2 separate regions of the Hordeum vulgare genome follow, and region 1 is linked to region 2. The links are chromatin contacts, called in public Hi-C maps. All regions are on one chromosome and are shown on one strand. The core of a region is the stretch at or near the end of the contact, and the rest is flanking DNA. Distances in the headings are between cores, read along the strand shown.

Region 1 (2,946 bases), core at 159-2,658, 760 kb after region 2:
TCTCATCTATACCTTTAATTCTAGATAGAAGTACACGAACATCTAGTAAATTTTGTGAGATCAATAGATCAATGTATTCTTCTTACCAATATCAAAACTGCATCCATCCTACATGTAATATTAAACAAATAATAAGCTACCGAAATTACATCGAATCATAAAAAGCAAAAGGCCGAACGGAAATCGTACCCATGCACTTCACGAATGCCGAGCTGAAATGTTCCGGCATCAAGAAACATGTCGATCCTTGTCCCATAAAACAGTGACCACACGAGCTCGGTCACGCAAGCTCGTCGTGCACCTATACGTGGGCATTCTTCGGGTTGAGCCGGGTTTCGGGCCAGGCAAAAAAACCCGGTTCTGAAAACCCAGGCTCGAGCCTGGCCCGACCCGACCGTTGGGACTGGATGTTGGGCTTAAGTCTGGCCCGAGACCAAAAAAACCCGACTGGGCCCAATCAGCCTGACCCGACCCCGGTTTAATTTTGTTTTTCTATAGACCCAAGCCCGGTCTGGCCTGACAATCGGACTCAACTTTCCGATCAAGCCGGACCCGATGACACAAATAGGCCCAGCCCGGCCCGGGATTTTTGGGTCAGGTCGGGTCGGGCCGGGTGCCCATGCCCCCACGTATACCCGCAGCCCTTCCGCGCACACCACTGCAGCCTGTCCCACGAGCTCGCCCCACAGCCCGTCCGAGCGCGCCGCGACAGCTCGCCGTCGGAGAGTGCCTCCGACGAGATCCCGCCGCCGAGTGCGCCCTCCGCGCCGGATCTTGCTGCTGGTTCGCCACGTACAGCACATGCAGGTGGAGCGTCTGCGTCGGCCGCGTGCATCTCCATCTTGCACCAGGTCGCGTCGCTGTTCTGTGACGCTGTCGCAGTCGTGCCGTGATTCGGAAGGACGAGGCCGCCTCGTGGTCCTCTCGCAAGCGATTCTAGAGGAGCGAGACGACGGCAGTCGAGGGCGCGGAGGAGCAGGAGAAGACGACGAGCGTGGTGCCAGAGCAGGTGGCGGAGCATCCCCTCCATAGCGTGCCCGTCGAACTTGTCTGCCCCAGCTATGCTTGGTGCGTTGGGTGCATCCGACCAGCTGCATTTGTCCGTCACATGCACATGCTCGATGATCGTGGGAGCGAGAAGGCTCGCTCTCGCAACTTTTTTTTTTCTTTTCCTAAAAATGTTTTCCTTGACCCTTGGGGATGTCCTATATCTGGGTTGGTTTGGGAACCAAAGCAGGTGCTACGCCACCGAACTTTTAGCAGAAATGGAGGGGGAGTTTGTTTTGAGGAGAAATAAGGCAGTTTAAAATTAGAATGCCAGAGCGTCCTCATCCCAGGCAATAATTGAGCAAGCAAAGCCTTTAATCACTGTCTGTCTATCTATCTATATCTATATATTAGGAGCCCACAGCAATTAACCCAAGGAAAGGGTACTGCTAATATAGAGGAGGTGGACAGGCCAGCCCCCCTCTGGCCTTGTTCTCTCCCCCACCCCCCACATGCCCTGCCCAAGGTGATTATTCTTCAACCATCCATCAATCCATGGATGCCTTAAGATTTTCATCATTTTCCTCGGATTTGGTTGGTCTTGTGCTTGTTGATTGTCTATCCCGGTCATTTTGCCGCCTCTGTTCATCATGCAGTTTCTTCTTTCCCTGATAGCTAGTAATTGGAATTTGTTTTAGCATTTGGTTCTTTATGAGATTGGACTTATTGTTGGGTACATGTTGTTTTTGGAGCCTGGAAAGATATGCATCCCATCATTCGATTCCATGTCAAAAAGCAAAAAAGGCCCATGTTCTTCATGCGCTTAGCTAGCTTGCATTCTACTTCTACGGGTGGAGAACATGAATCCATCAAAAAGTTGGTGCTGCACCTGCATTGGCTTCCGATTCTTCAGGTTCCTTGGCCATTGCTGGTGTCGAGCTCTAATCTTCCCCTTCTTGATTGATTTATCAGTGCCTAATCCAAGAATTAGAGCTGCTCCAGTCCATTGACGGGGGAGAGATCGACAGCAATGGGGGAGCTGGTGGTCGCCCGGAGGTACTGGTGCCATATGTGCGCCACGGCTGTCAGCCCCGTGGTGGCGGAGGCCGGGGTGGAGATCAAGTGCCCGTATTGCGGCAGCGGCTTCCTCGAGGAGATGGAGACCGCCCGCAGCAGCGTCGCCGCCGGCACCGGCCACGCCAGCGGCACCTACCCTAGCGCCGACAACGCCATCTCCATCTGGGCCCCCATCATCGACAGCATGGTCGGCGACCCCGTCCGGCGCCGCCGCAGCAACCGCCGTACTGTGGACGCCGTGGCCGCCGCAGAGGACGAGCTGGACAACGTCGACTTCTCGCGACGCCGGCGGCGCGCCACCGCGTTCCTGCGGCTCCTGCAGGCGATCCGGGAGCGCCAGCTGCAGCGCCTCGAGTCCGCGGCCGCCCTCGGCGCCGGTGGCGGCCTCGAGGCAGAGCACTACAGCCCGTTCGGCCGGAGCATCTTCGCCGCCGCCCCACTCGGGGAGCACGGCATGGCGCTGGGGGACTACTTTCTTGGGCCCGGGCTGGACGCCCTGATGCAGCAGCTGGCCGACAGCGACGCGGGCCGGCAGGGCACGCCGCCGGCAAAGAAGGACGCCGTGGAGGCGCTGCCGACCGTAGAGGTGGTGGGCTGCGGCAACGAGGAGGACGCGGCCAGCTGCGCGGTGTGCCTGGAGGACTACGCGTCCGGCGAGCGCGCCCGGGAGCTGCCCTGCAGGCACAGGTTCCACTCCCAGTGCATCGTGCCGTGGCTGGAGATGCACAGCTCCTGCCCGGTCTGTCGGTTCCAGCTGCCGGCCGACGACGACCCAAAGAGCTCATGCGGCAGCGGCAGCGGCAGCGGCAGCGTGAGCACCACTACCACCACCTACGTCACCTATGTCAGTGGTGAGGTGAACGACAATGTCGATGATCATGG
Region 2 (2,800 bases), core at 64-2,563:
CCACAAGCACGCTGTAGAAGACAAAATCGCCAAGTCCCAGCTTGATGCCCCTGCTAGACTCAAACATCTCAAACTCCTCCTCGGGAGGTTCTGATGAAGAAATTTGTGTATGTTCCTCATTGGCGACGGTAGGGTTGGCAGATGCCGCTGACACCAATGGAGCTGTCTCTAATTCTTCTTCCTGACGCCGCTCGATCTGAATGACAGCATGCTGTGCACTCCCACCTTGATTTGATGTCTGCCCTGTTACAGCTTGATTTGAGGTAGCCATGTCACGGCTTGTTGAGCCAAGATCCCTCATTTCTACCATGGCAGGAGCCGAATCATCGTGCTGACCCACCCTGTCATAGAGGTTTGGACCCGATCGTGCAGCAGAATCGTGGTGCTGCGACTCCTCGGACCACATTGCCGGAGCATAGGAGGAGGAAGTCTCGGCTGGGCCTACCGTGGGGCGTGATTCGTAGATGAGCGCCGGGAGTTCGTCGTCCCTGGATGATGCGAGCTCCACAAGCATCCTGAGCGGGCCCCTTGGCGCGAGCACGGCGACGAGGTCATAAACGGCGAGGGCGAGGAGCATGATCCAGGTGGTCCACTCGGGGAGCCTGGAGAGCCAGGCGGCGACGATGACGGCGAGCGCGACCATGTATCCCTGGCGGACGAGGATGGGTACCGCGGATGCGAAGACGGAGAGGACGCCGACGGCTGATGCGTTGAATAGGAGCAGGAGCGCGGTGGGCGCGTCGAGCGGGGCGTCGAGGCGGCGGAGGAGGGCGACGGCGATGGCGCCGCCCATGGAGAAGAGGACGAAGAAGGCGGAGAAGCGCATGTAGTTCTTGAGGAAGCCGGTGCAGCGGTAGTAGTAGAGCGCGACAAGGACGAACGTGACGACGGCGACGAGCGCGATGAAGACGACGGCGTCGAGGAGCGCGCCGACGAGCTTCTGGGCCGGGGAGTCGGAGGGGGACTCGAGGTAGACGAGCGTGGCGGCGGTGACGGGGGGCGGCGCGGAGGGGGGGGAGGAGGGCGGCGCGAGGAGCGTGATGAGAAGGACGACGAGGGCCATGCAGATGGAGACCGGGGACATGACCGCCAGCACCTCCTCGCCCAGGGTGTCGAGGACGGTGGCCGCAGAGCCCGGCGGGTCCGGCGCGTCGGCGACGGGATCCATGCCGTGGGACGGAGCGGGTGTGGTGGGGGTGGGGGGCGCAGATGGGGAAATTTCCCGATCTCGGCCTGGGTCGCTCGCTCCCCGCGGCGGTCTCGCACGCGCACGGGTACGGCGGTCGGCGGAGGGTTTGGTTGGACTCACTCTCACGCGTTCCCTGCAAAATTTCACTCGACTAGTATATAGCCACTTTGTTTTGCCAGGATAAAGAGTTTTATTTCATACGGAATACATGCAGAGTTACAATCAGCTCGCAAAAATTGGAGAAGGCTTCCTCGTGAGCTTGGCAAAAGTTAAATTCAGGATAACGAGTTTTATTTCTTGCACCATCAGGATGAGCGCTCGACGCTCCGTTGGAGAAGGCTTCTTCGTGATTTTATATAGCTAAATGGCAAGCACTTCTCACAGTAAAACAACCACTTTTCTTCGGTTGTCAGGCTAAAAAATCATGACACTGTCTTAGTGATGTATGAATTTTTTGAATGTGCAGCACATTCATGACCCAAAAATGTGTGTTAGGTAACCGTACATTTCAAATTCTATCGTCATGTATGAAGTCAGAAATTCGGTTCAATCAGCAATTCCGTTTTGAAGTGACTGGTTTGAAAGTAGGACCACAAAGAATCCATGGGTCCCGCCAAGTACAAATCTGAGTGCCTTTACCCATCCTTCAAATGAGCTCTTTCTTTAACAATTCAAGACCATGCTCTATACTACGTCATACCACACACACGTTGCTCGAAAAAAAACCATCTCCATTACATTCTCATGGGGATAATACTTTGTAGGAAAAAGTCGTGCACAAAAGTTATTCAAAGATTTCAAGAAGCGTCAAGCCTGTTTTGCTAGGAGGTCTTGGTTAAAAGTATCCATATCACGGAATCCCATATATCCGTTAGATTTTTGCATGATCATTTTATCCCAACTTAGCCATTGCATTTTCCTTTTCCCCTTCTCTATGCTCCATCGGTATTGCTATATTAAGTGAGTCATCTCATCAGAAGCTGAGGTTGATAACCGAAAGATACTCATGACATACGTTGGAATTGCTTGTGCGACAGAACTTAATTAGAATTTCTTTACTTTCAGATGACATATACTACTCACTCAAATTTCCCAATATTTTAGTAAGTCTATCCAATAATGATTCAAAGCGACCCTTGTGCATTCTCCCATCAGGAACACAAAGTCCCAGATATTTAGGATCAAACACCTCCTGAGAGATTTGAAGAGTATCCTTCGCTTCATCTATAACAGCCGTTGAGCATTTTTTAGAGAAAAGCATGAAACACTTTGAGGGGTTAATAAGTTATCCCGTGGATGATGCGTAAGTGTTCAACAAACCTTTCACAACTGTTGCCTATTGAGCATACGCCCGAAAAAACATTAGTGAATCATCCGCAGAAAATAGATGAGATAGGTGATGTCCTCCATTTTCACTAGTTCTAGTCCATGCTTCACCATTGCCTTATTCACCAAGCCAGACGAAGAGTCGGCAATAAATAGAAATAAAAAGGAGACAATGAGTCACTTTGTTTGAGACCTCTTGATGGAGAGAAGGATTCCAATAGCTTGCCATTAAATTTAACATCAAAAATTACGGATCAAAAACAAATCATCACATAAGCCACCCAT

Evidence for each region. Hi-C and Micro-C count contacts between places; a contact is called where the count stands out from the background.
Region 1: a Hi-C map of seedling shows a contact between it and region 2, with 6 times the contacts expected there. The contact joins the promoter of LOC123443522 here to the promoter of LOC123443517 in region 2. A contact is called at or near these places in 2 of 6 Hi-C or Micro-C datasets (leaf and seedling) and 1 of 1 datasets of contacts at active chromatin or transcription factors (embryo).

What each region holds. Positions count from the first base shown.
Region 1 is chr3H:205,460,255-205,463,200 of MorexV3_pseudomolecules_assembly, forward strand. It overlaps LOC123443522 (E3 ubiquitin-protein ligase SIRP1-like), which reads left to right and starts at 1,409. Exons shown (of 2, transcript XM_045119914.1): 1 at 1,409-1,513; 2 at 1,960-2,946. The coding sequence starts at 2,018.
Region 2 is chr3H:204,696,692-204,699,491 of MorexV3_pseudomolecules_assembly, forward strand. It overlaps LOC123443517 (presenilin-like protein At2g29900), which reads right to left and starts at 1,314. Exons shown (of 1, transcript XM_045119906.1): 1 at 1-1,314. The coding sequence starts at 1,168.